2 separate regions of the Zea mays genome follow, and region 2 is linked to region 1. A link is a contact called in public Hi-C data. All regions are on one chromosome and are shown on one strand. The core of a region is the stretch at or near the end of the contact, and the rest is flanking DNA. Distances in the headings are between cores, read along the strand shown.

Evidence for each region. A called contact is a pair of places that touch in the nucleus more often than the background predicts.
Region 2: a contact with region 1 is called in a Hi-C map of ear, with 2.0 times the contacts expected there. The contact joins the promoter of LOC103627725 here to the promoter of LOC542643 in region 1. A contact is called at or near these places in 3 of 25 Hi-C or Micro-C datasets (ear, endosperm and root tip).

The regions. Positions count from the first base shown.
Region 1 is chr5:215,152,187-215,158,191 of Zm-B73-REFERENCE-NAM-5.0, reverse strand. LOC542643 (NOD26-like membrane integral protein ZmNIP2-1) reads right to left here and starts at 2,924. Exons shown (of 5, transcript NM_001112167.1): 1 at 2,589-2,924; 2 at 2,209-2,433; 3 at 434-628; 4 at 260-321. The coding sequence starts at 2,732.
Region 2 is chr5:215,363,240-215,369,244 of Zm-B73-REFERENCE-NAM-5.0, reverse strand. It overlaps LOC103627725 (transcription factor TCP14), which reads right to left and starts at 2,801. Exons shown (of 1, transcript XM_008648035.3): 1 at 526-2,801. The coding sequence starts at 2,119. The coding sequence ends at 917.

The sequences.
Region 1 (6,005 bases), core at 1,675-4,174:
GGTCAGGGGCTCAGGAGTGCTGGCGTGCTAGCTACTCACTCAGGGTTTAGTTAGTAGTACATGCTTGCTAGCTAGCTGAATTAAAGAATTGTTACTGTCGGCTAATCATGCTTTGGATCTTTGCTCTTGTTTACTACTAGTAGTCTAGTACTGAAATCGACGTAGCCCTCTCAACTAAACTATTTTTCTAACTTGGATTAAGTATCCTACGAATTGAATAGCCCGGCCGGCGTGCGTGCGTATTTATGTATTTGTTTACCCTGCGAAGATGGACGTAATGCAAACCGCGGAACCAACTGCCAACCCCGCCAACTCACCCACCTGCATCATCATTCCACGAACACAGCGAAACAGTCAGAATCGTACGTCTTGCTCACCGCGAAACACAACAGCCAGCAATCGCTAGCTGCTGCTTTACTAATATAATACTTACCGCTCTCGTGTCCGTGGCGACGGCGAGGGTGACGAACATCATGTTGAAGGTGACGATGATCTCGATGACGAGCGAGTGCCAGTGCGGCCCCGTCGGCGTGGTGGTGCCCAGCACGGCGATGGGGTGCAGCACGGCCTTGAGCACGAACGACGCGCAGATGCTGCCGGTGAACTGCGCCGCCCAGTAGAACGGGACCTGCAGCCACGCAGCCACATACATGCAACGCGCTAGCTCGTCAGCAGCAGCATCCCCCACAAGACCAGGGAGGAAAAAAAGAAAGAAAAAAGAAACGGCAAGCATCGCGTCACGTACAGAGATATAAAAACATGTAGTACTATCGATCTTTATAACCATACTTAATTAAGCAAACCCTGCAGGACCTCTGCACAGGGACGTGCACCGTACCGGCCGGCCGGCTGCGGTGCTCACGGCACATCGAATCGGTTCGGGTCAGCCTCACACGTCGTGCAAACAGGGCTCGCAGCCCGGCACCTGGGCCAGCCAGCTTGCCGGAGCCGGAATAGGGTGCCGAACCAGAGGCCCGCCGCGCCGGCGTTTTCGGCGCATCCATGCCCCCGAGGAATACATGTGCACATGCCACGGCACGATGGGCCACCACACCTCTCGAGCAAGAGTTTGAAAACTCAAATCATCTTCGAGATTGAAGGTGATTGGAGAGAAAATTAGCTGATTTTCACCTAATCCACTTCGACCCCGAAGAGGATTTACCAAAGTAGTCATCAGGTGCGGTCCCCTAATTAACCCTGGCAGCTTTTCTTTCTGCTAAAAAGGGACGGGACGGGACGGGACGGGACGGGAGGGAACACTTATCTCCGGCCGTGAGAACGCGGAGATGGATCGTGCCCACGAGAGCGACGTGGATGGCCATGCGGGGCTCTGGCTTCTTGGCCGTCCTAGCTCAAAGGCTTGCGTTTTGGCCTTGGCACGGCGCGCGGCTACATACACGAGCTTTTCTGCCTGGCCGTTTCGCTTCATGTCAGCTGGAACCGGCAGGTCTTTCACATGCCGTGCCAAGCCCAACGTATCATACTATATTACTATGCGTGTATATATACAAGTACTAGCACTCTGTGTTATTCGTGTCAGCTAAGCTAATGCTACTTGTTGCTTGGCTCCAGGCTTCAGCTAGGCGAGGCGACCGAACTGGCCAAGGAAAGCGACGTGTGAGGGGAATGAACGGGGGCCGGCTAAGGTCACTGCTACAATATATATTTTTTATAATTCCGCGTGAACATTGTTTGGGTTAAGAAATCCTACAATAGTTGACGCTTTGGCCGTGAATCTGAATAAATATTTGTCGTAGTTTAAGTGTCTACAGCTTTAAACTCGATCGAGGAAGTAAGTACATGATTGATTGGCCCGGACAAGAAGTTACATTTTTTTGAGCATATACTAAACGTTGATTTTTTTTAACTTCCTTTTCGATGACGATACAAAGCTAGACTTGATAGTTTGGCATGCCTTAAAAAAGGTGAATAATTTGGGCCATGATCACGCCATGACAAACGTGTGCAGCACGACTACTAAAAAAGAAGTGAAATAAGAATGTCGTCCAAGGGGGAGAATAATAGGTGAGCAACAAAGCAAAAATGAATCGCTCTGGTGGTGTGCGTTGTTATACGCCACTGAGGAGCTTAGGTCTGTACGTATATATATGTCAACGAATGCACCGATCGTACGTTAGTACGTATGCCCAACCAATTCAACTATGGCTCAGAGTTTCGATGCAAGAAGACGAACGGACGGGCGCGTACCTGGATCCAGGGGAAATGGCGGAACACGGCGAACGCGAGCGTGACGGCGGGGTTCATGTGCGCGCCCGAGATGTGTCCGACGGCGTAGATCATGACGGTGACGATGAGCCCGCCGGCGACCGACTGCCCCAGCTGCGAGATGCGGTCCTTGTCGCTGCCGTAGATCCCCGCCGCCCCGCACGTGACGAACACCAGCAGGAACGTGGACACCACCTCCGAGACCACCTGTCGATCGATGGGGTTCCATGGGAGCACCACACGCACGCTCATATATCAGTCTCCGGCCGGTTAGCAATCAAAGCAACGAAACGGAAAACAGGATGAAAGCAGACGACGGCCGGCCGGTCGTCACCACACCAGCAGCATATATATATGCGTACCTTCTTGAGGAGGTGCGGAGGGAAGATGTCCGCCAGCGACCGGTCGTAGTACGTGGGGGGCATGCTGGAGTTCTGCGCCGTGCCGATGTCATGGATCTCGTTGTTGAAGTTGGCCCTGGAGTTGGACCTCGAGTTGGTCGACATTTCCGGCCGGCGGTCGATCGATCGAGCTACTACGCGCCTGCGTGCTGCGCGTGGTCGAGCTAGCTAGCTAGCACACGTACGTACGCGAGTTCCTTCCTACGCACTGCGTGCAGCACTCAGGAAGAGGCCGGAGGAAGGAGGAAGAAGATGAAGCTTTACTCACTCGTCGCAGTCGCAGGTATGTATTACCTGCCTCTCTCAGTCTCTTGCTTGCTTGCTTGTTTGTTCGCTCTTCTAGGAGGTATTTATAGGGGAGAAGAACGAGGCAGGTCCCCGAGAAGTGAGCTAGCTGCTAGCAGATGTGGCCGGTGCACAACGCCTTTTCATTAGGCCTACTTGTCGGATCGACAGAGGCGCGCGCAGCGTACGTCTCCCTAATCGGCCAGGGATCATCTATCTCTTCTCTGCTCAAAATGAATTAATTTCCGGTTTCGTCCCAGCTAGTTTATTAATCTCTCGGAACACGTTGTCGGGCTGCCACTGGACGACGGGGGTGTATATGAAGCATGAACTCGCATGCCTACATACTTGCTCTTACTAAGGACAGGAATTCGCGTCATCGCCCCCGTGATCGCGAATAAAAACAAATGTTATTTGTGTCTGCAGCGCAGGTAAAATAATTTGGGGGTTTAATGGTTTATCAATCGGCAAGTGTGTACACTATGCGCGGGATAAAGCGCGACGTCGAGGTCATGACGCTGCGCTGTAGCGGGTGACGAACAAATTCTAGAATATGGAGGACAGGGGAGGGGGGGGGGGGGGGGGGGGGGGGGGACGCTATCGTATTGTATTGCAGGGACGGACGGATATTTTGGCGGCGTCGACGTCCTCTCGCCGGACTTCGTATAAGTTGACATCTACTGCAGCTCGTACCAAGCAGAAACGAGGCAACCAGGACAAAACCGTACTCAATTTTACCGTGGGTCTAGGGGGGCGCTGTCATGCCATTGCCGCCACTTGCATATGTTACCGACGGCGCTGGAGCAGCTGAGCAGTTTTCAATTGGCAGGGTCGTCGCCGACTCAGCGACCGAATTCAAATGCTGAGCAGTGAGCAGTTGTGGATTTGCTAAGGACGCATTACAAAATACGGAGTTATCCTAACCACTCTGTATACTTTACTTCAGCGTGCCTGCTGCAGCAGTTTGCAGCTCCGCTCTGCTGCGGACTGGCGCAGGCCTTCTGAACGAGCTCAGAACCAGTGCTCGCATCGGTTGTCACTGTCGAGAACAACCTGCCGCCTCTTGGAAATACCATCTTCGTTACTTCCACTATTTTCCAGTCCTGTGTACTCTAATCTGGTATTCTCTCCTTCACTTTTTTGCTTCTTCAAAATATCGTCTTTGACAGTAGGACTTGACCGAAAAAACCCGCTAACTGTCTTCAGGATCAAGAGGACAGTTAAATTTTCACCGTCCTTCTCCGCTGCATAGGATCCTCAGCGGTTGCCGATTTGATCGATCATGCTGCAAAAGTGCAAACGACGAAACCAAACCAAACACCAGCACCTGTCCACTGTTCCCTCTGGTACTAGCCTTTTGTACCGCCGTATTGTGTCAGTACATGGAATGGATTCAGCGTTTCTCACGCCTGGAGGCTGGAGGTACTAGTAGGCTCTTGTCATGCATGGACCACCAATCCACCACACGATGTGTCAACAGTGCTGGTACGCCCCCAACGTCACGAGTGTATGGCGGCTATGCCACTTCGCGCCGGTGGGCTGCAAACTACAGTGCAGTGCTGCATGCCTGCATTGGACTTCCATTTCCATACCGTGCCACTGTGTGCTTTTCCAAAAAAGAAGCTGGCTTTTACGATCACTACAACTCGTTTCAAGTCAGCCACTCGGCTCGGGAAAAATCCGAAACCTCTAGAACTCTTGCAGCCTATAGCTTTGTACTCACTGTTACTATCAGTAAGAAAGGACTCTGCAGAGTACAGAGAGGCCGCGTCTCAGGATTTTTTTTTTTTTTTTTTTTTTTTTTTTTTTTTTTTTTTTTTTTTTTTGCTGTGGACGTGTGCAGAGATGCTTTACAAAAGAAGAACGCGTAGTACAAGCAGCAGTTTCTGGTGTCCATACCATACACAAACACGTGTGGTGTTCGGGTGTGGCGAACTGATGAATGGGTGATCTCGTTTTAAAGGCGAAGCAGACGGCTCTGCTGCTGAAGCTGTGTGATTCTAAAAACATTGCGTTAGCATGAAGCCACGAGAGGCTCTCGTCCACGGGAACCGAACCATGATAGCTGACGAGAAATCGATCAGAGAGAGCAGCCGGAGATGCATCCTGACACACACTACTAATTATTGATATGTATATATATATTTGCTGATCATTGTCTTGCTTTGTCTGCACCTACGCTGCACACTACGCACCAGAACTTGAGAGGTCGTCGTCACTCCAGTCCAATCAAGCTCTTGTAATCAGCCTGCCCTGTGCCCTGCAGCCAATCATACCAGTTATCACCCGTAAATTTAAAAAATAAACACAGTTCAGGTTCCACACTGAACTGCTCTGATCTCGAGCTCAAATCCAACCTAGCCGCGACACCTGCGACCTGTGTCAACTGTCAAGGCGCGCCATCCGATATCTGCTTATTAGGCCACTGTTTAGTACAGTGTCCTGGAGACCTGGACCTGGACGGCTGGACCCCTGGCCACAAGTTCAGCACCTGGTGTCTGATTCTGAAGAAGCACCATTATTTGTAGTAGAATCATCGTGCATGATTTACCTGCTTTGCCCAAATCCAAGCACTAGATAGATATATTCTTGCAGCTGTATATAGTGCTGTCCTGGCTCAAGCCTGACCCCAGAACTTGGATCTCGACACACAAGAACCATATCAACTTCCCCCCATCAAATCACCCTGAAATCGTGATAGCACACTGCTGGTAGTGTTCCGGCTTCAGAGACGTAACCATTGCATTGGTTGCAAGAACTTCTCTACGGCAATGGCATCCCGATTCGGGCCTGGCCAGCAGCTGGTCGTGCATGGTGCTCCGGTCCACACCTCCTTAGCACCCTGTACTAACTGAGCTAGTAAGTGATCAGTCCCATCACCGTGCCTATTAACTTCTTTTGGGGTTAGATTATTAGTAAGTGATCAGCAGTAGAAGCATCTGTACATGTTGGCCACTGCATACCCTGAGGCCCCAGCCGTCGCCATAGCTGCGTAGGCGTATATGATTCTCAGAGCCACGAGAGGGTGTGAGCAATGTCGACATGAGACAGAGAGGTTGACATGCGATAGCGGATGCTTGATTGCGAGAACCT
Region 2 (6,005 bases), core at 1,552-4,051, 210 kb before region 1:
AAATTACTAAATATAGAAACTAAAACTCTATTTTAGTTTCCCTATTTAACAACTTATGAACTAAAATGGAATAAAGTGGAGGGACTAATGTTTAGTCTCTATAAACCAAACACCCCCTAATTTAATTTTAGATGGCATATGCATGTAGCAGAAAACGAAAGTAATCCGGTCGCCGGATCAAAAACCCTAGCGGTAGTCGTTGCTGAAACTACGCTCCAAGATTTGTTACTGGTGAAAAATAGCACTCCAGTAGAATATTACTCCATCCGTCCTAAAATATTAGTCGTTTTAGCTCTTATTTTTATGTCTATATTCGGATAGATGATAATGAATCTAGATTCTAGACACATGTATAAAATACATATATCAAATATTGTATACATCAAATATTGTGTGAATCCGTTAATTATCTAAAACGAATTTTAATTTTGGACCGTAGGGAGTATATTAAGTATATCATACTATCAAGCAACGAACTCCTCAACTCTGCAAAATGGAAGAGTTATAGTGGCTGAAAAAAGGATGAAAAAAAATTCGAACCCTAGTCACGGCAGTTGAATGATGCCATCATGCTTGATAAAAATCTCTTCTGCTCGCACTTGATCAATGCAAACCCTAAAACTAAAGAACAAAATGAACAATCTCTCTCTGCTGCTGCTGTGTTTCCCTCCTCTCTTCTTCCCATGAACAATCGTACAGCTCACGTAAGGATTCTGATCCTACCGCATACCATGGAGTAGTGCAGCTAAGTGTAATCCTCTCGCAGGGGTGTATCGTCTCGTCTAGCTTGGATGAGAGAGGAAGGAAACCACAAAAAGGAAAGCAAGAAAAAAAAATGAAACCAAGACAAAGAACAGATCAAAAGCCACACCAGAGCGATGCATGGTATCCTCGGTGACGACTCCCCCGTCGGCGGCTACGAGTCGCTGGTGCTCATGCTCTCGTGCCGGTCGCCGCGCCCGCCACCGTGCTGCTGCTGCTGGCCAGACCCGCCGCCTCCACCTCCCCCGCCCTGACTGGCCGCGGGATCCGTTACCACCTGTGTCCGGTACGCATTGAGGGCGGCGAGGATCCCCATGTGCCCCTCGCCTCCGCTGCCGCCTCCGCTGCCGCCGCCGCCGCCTCCCACGGAGCCGAGCCCAAGCTGCTGCCCTGGAAGCAGCGCCACCGGTGCGGGGAAGTTCATGAAATGTAGCCCGCTCGGCACGCTCCCCCGGTACACGGCAGCCGCGGCGGTGGCGCTGCCCATCTGCGGGAACGTCCAGATAGACTCGCCGGTGCATCCGCCACTGCCGCCGCTGGAAGGTGTACCACCACCCTGCGTGTTGTTGCTGCTCGGCACCATCCACACGGTGCCCGGCATTTGGCTCTGCGTGTACCCCGCCATCTGCTGCTGATATTGCTGCGCTTGCTGCTGCTGCTGCTGCTGCATTTCTTGTTCCCACCGCCTCTTCCTTGTCATATCGGCGGCTGCGGCTGCAGCCGCGGCAGACGGCGACTGTTGCGCGTCAAGACCGACGCTGCCGGAGTTGAAATTAAGCAACAAAGGCGACGGCGACGAAGATGACGAGGCCGGGCCCTCCGAAGGGAAGGCAAGGCCGACAACCCGGTCCCACGCGTCAGCACGGCCGAACCGGGCTGCGGTGGCGGGGCTAGCAGGCAAGGCGGCGCGTAGGTGGGCCGGGGCGGAGAAGGAGGAGCCCGAGGAGCGGAGGGAGATGTTGAGGGAGGTGAAGTTGGCCGGGATGGTGCCGGTGCCGGTGGCCGCGATCACCGCCGGCTCGGCCTGCTGCAGCAGCCACTCGATGGTCTCGCCGTCCGTCTTGTGCCCGAGCTCCCGCGTCAGCTGGAACACCCGGGCCGCGCACAGCGCTGGCATCCGGATGCGACGCCCCCTGCCCTCCACCTTGGTGTGCCGGTCCTTGGTGGAGCTCCGCTTGGGTGCCGCCTTCCGCACCTGCTGCATCTCACCTCCGACGGCCCCCGATCCATTCCCGTTGCCTCCCGCTGACGCGCCCACCGCAGCGGAGATGGAGCACGGCTGCTCCTCTTTCTTCTCCAGGAGCTGCAGAGGGAAGTTGGGGCGGCGGCCGCCTCCGCCGTCGCCGGCGACGTCCATGGTCAATTAAGCCATGGTGTATATACACAGCTAGTGATACAAGTATCTCTCCTGGCTGGTATGTTTCCTTGCGGGGTAAATGGAGTGGTCTAGTTGTTTGGAAGAGAGTGGAACGGCTTGATGTCTCCTGCCTCTTCTCTTTCTCTCTTGCTGGTGTGGGTCTCTAGCTCCGACCGAGAAGGTTAGGTGTGGTTGTAGAGAGAGTCCAAGAGAGAGAGCTGGCTAGCTATCAGGGAAAGAAGATTGTAGGGTGGAAAGAATCCTTGCTCATATGATATGAATATATGATGAGAGAGAAGATGGTTGATGGATGGAAGGCCGGTAGCGAGCTTGCGTTTGTGTGTGCGTGTGGGAGATCACACACACTATCTTATGGCCTTTTGATATGGTTCATCTGTGATTTCAGCAGGGAGGGAGAGAGAGAGAGGAAGCAGGAGCAGATGAGTATTTAGATGACCCTAGCTAGGAGAAGGCCAGGGGGGAGAAGGGACGAAGCTGGCGGCCGGAAGTGGATGGTGCTGTACTTTGTAGGGTTTGAGGAGAGAGATGGACGGATAAATGGAATCCTGGTATGCTCGGAGTCGGATAGAATGGGAGGAGGAGGGAGCCGGAGGAAGAAAGAGAGAAAGAGACCGCTATAGTATAGTCTGCTGCTACATGAGTGTACATGGACGGAGACCGGTGGGTGTGAGGAGGATAAGCTGCAGGGCGGAGGAGACAGGAACAGCAGAGGGGGAGGGGAAATTATTAGGTTCACCTAGCTAGCTAATCCCCGCATGCACAGTGTGCATCAGTACTGTGGCAGAACATAACGTGGTATGTTCTCCTGATGCTAACAGACGAATCTCCCGTTTAACCACCAGAAGAATGCCACGACACTATTCTCTCTCACCAAGCGAAACACCATCTTTTACAACCCCTTATATCCAACACTTAATCGAAGGGCCACAAAGGCAGATCAAAATTTACAAAATAACTTTTTAGTAATTTGTTTTTCTTCTATTTATATAGAACAACAGGTCATATATATGAGGAACTGTAAAAGAGATTCTTTATATCCCAAATGTAAATATTTTTTCCCCACCAATCACCCCATATTTTCTCCCCCGGCCCTTTTTCTGTTTCAAAGAGGCAGTCAGTGGCTCAGATTCCACGTGTGGTGCTCTCTATCATTCAACAATCCCCAATGGCACTGCATGCACACTGTAGCCGCCACTCTCCAAGTCAAAATACACAAGGAAAAGTTGTTAGCACGCACCAGTTCTCTTTGCTCTTATGTTATACGGCAAATGTTTGTGCTTTCCCAGTAGCCCCCTCCACATTTCATCATTTTTATGTGTAGTGAACAGATCGACGTGGATATCTGCTACTGCCATGTGCCATGTGTGTGCTACTGTGTACGTGCTTAATGACACAAATCGCGCCTGTAGTATAATCAGAGTACACTTCTTGTATATCTTCTTACAAATGACAGTTGATCTTTAAAGAATATAATTGTTTGGGAAAAATCTGTATGGGAGCAACAACAGCAGACAAAGATATAATAAAGTAGGGTTAGCTCAACAAGTAATCATTCTGTTGCCTTTTGTATTAGCCTTTTGCTACTTCCTTTGTTTGCCAGCCTTAGAATTCGTGGTGTTTCTGCCATGCATGGACCTGGTGTACGCGAACGTTTTGTAAACTGAAACAGAACTGCTACATAAAAGGGGCCGCAACAACACGAAGGAATTTATGCCCTGCTCTGCAAAGTTTTGTTTTTGAAATTTGTTGTGATAAATTTTTTAATGCAATAAAAATGGCACCAAAAGACTACCTCTGTGTAGTTGTCGTCGTGGGAAACCGATAAGTGGAGAGGCCAACACACATTAAGCTGAGCCGCTGCTGCGACCGCCTTTTCTAAACGTGCTCCGACCATCTCTGAGTGCTAGAGACGGTCAACTTTTAGATGACAACCAAATAAGGGCATGTGCTCCTCCTTGACTTGGCTCCGTGCAGCCTGCTGGTTCCTATATGCAAGCCAGACTAGCTAGGAAAGTGAACCAATCAGACTCTAAGTTCTAGTTTGACAACTCTATTTCCCCGGAAAATGAAAATCCCTGATAAAATGGTGTTGCCAAACTAACTATAAGCTCTAAGTGGTTTAGTTACCTCTATGGTCATACCCCTGCGCATCTAAGCAACAACATGCATGTCGTTCAAAGCATGACACACAACAATTGTAGTTTTTTTTTTTTTGAGTTTCATACAAGGACCCCAACCAAGAGCCATGCCAAATCCCTCATTCTCTTTTCCTCTCCGATCATCTCAGAAGTGGGCCTAGTTCGTCTCTCTCAACTTCCTGTCAAATATGTTTGCCACATGATCACAACATCGGTGATGGGAAGATACATGAGAGAGCTATGGCCATAGGCAGAGACAGAAATGACCAGAAAATAGCGCCTTTAACATCGATTGATGTTTGGTTCTCTTTCCTTCTGCCTAGTCCACATTGAATCATCAAAAGTACCAAATATGACCACCCGGTGTTTCTGTTATAAGCAGGCCACTAGTACACACAGTTATTTTTCAGCCCTTTTTTTCTTCTCTTTCTTCTTGTGGAATTTTCGTTCAAGTAGATATTCCAAGCCGTTACATATCATGACATTAATTTCAAACATACTGTAATTTATACTGCTAGGAATTAGGATGGTCATTTCCAAACCCCATTGCGTTCGTTTTTCAGTTTAAAAGGCAAATGTTTCTCAAGGTTTATTGCTAATAATGTGCTGATGCATGGGTTGGTGCGTGCATGGCGATATACGTTACATATGCATATTGATCTTTTAAAGAATCAACGACGATGTTTTTTATGCATGTATTTACTGATAGTAATGGAATAAAAGCCACAACGACATACAAGTAGCCTCTTGAACGATCCATATGTTGGTTAGTTGGGGCCAATGTTAAGGTGGATGTGGACTAGGCAATCTTTATTTGTTTTCTATATACAAATACAGTTTGTATTTTGATAAATGCAATGAGCTACAAATCTTACATCAGGACGGGTGGGCCTGAGCCTTTCCTACTGGCTTTCGGACATGGAGCCCCCTTACGGTACAGGGTGGTAACGGGCTTTACATTTTACGCTACAAAGTTTAATAATCGAATCGAATTAAAATCGAGTCATATTTATATTTATTTTTTAACTAGAATTATTTAATGACTTTAATTTTTTGTGAAGAGATATTTGGATCGTGATCTATTACCACTGTACCTGCAATAGCAAGTTCGTCAGCACCCTGCAATAGCAAGTTCGTCAGCCGAAGTACTTCACTGCTCCTTCCATTAGTAATTTATAAGTCTTTTTTTTCTAGATACCCATTTTCTATTATATATCTAAATATCCTGTCCATATTAATACCTAGCAAAAGCTATATATCTAGAAAACTCAAAACAGCCTATAATTAATAATTCAGAGCAGATAATAGTATCTATTATTGTTTCATTCATGGCTGTAATGCTAGTATGGTAGTGATAGACATGCATCCGTTGATAACAACATGCGAGTTGCAAACAACGACCAATATTCAAGAAAAGAAGGGGGAAAAAAGCTCAAGTAGTTGATAGGAAAAGTGAAAAAAAAAACACTTTGTACGTCAACCCTACCGTACCCCCAAGGTCACACACACAGGCATCAGACCTGAAAATAAATCGGTACAGTTATTTTATTTAAGTATGCACTACATATTAATTAAATAACTTAGTTTATCATTCAATTCAAAAGTTTAAACTGAACGGAAGATGATAAAATATGGCATTTCAATTATACTTCAACAATTATTCTAGCTATAATCCTTTAATTTGAACCAGGTCCACGTTACAGAGGTTAATTGTGCTCCCTAGTATT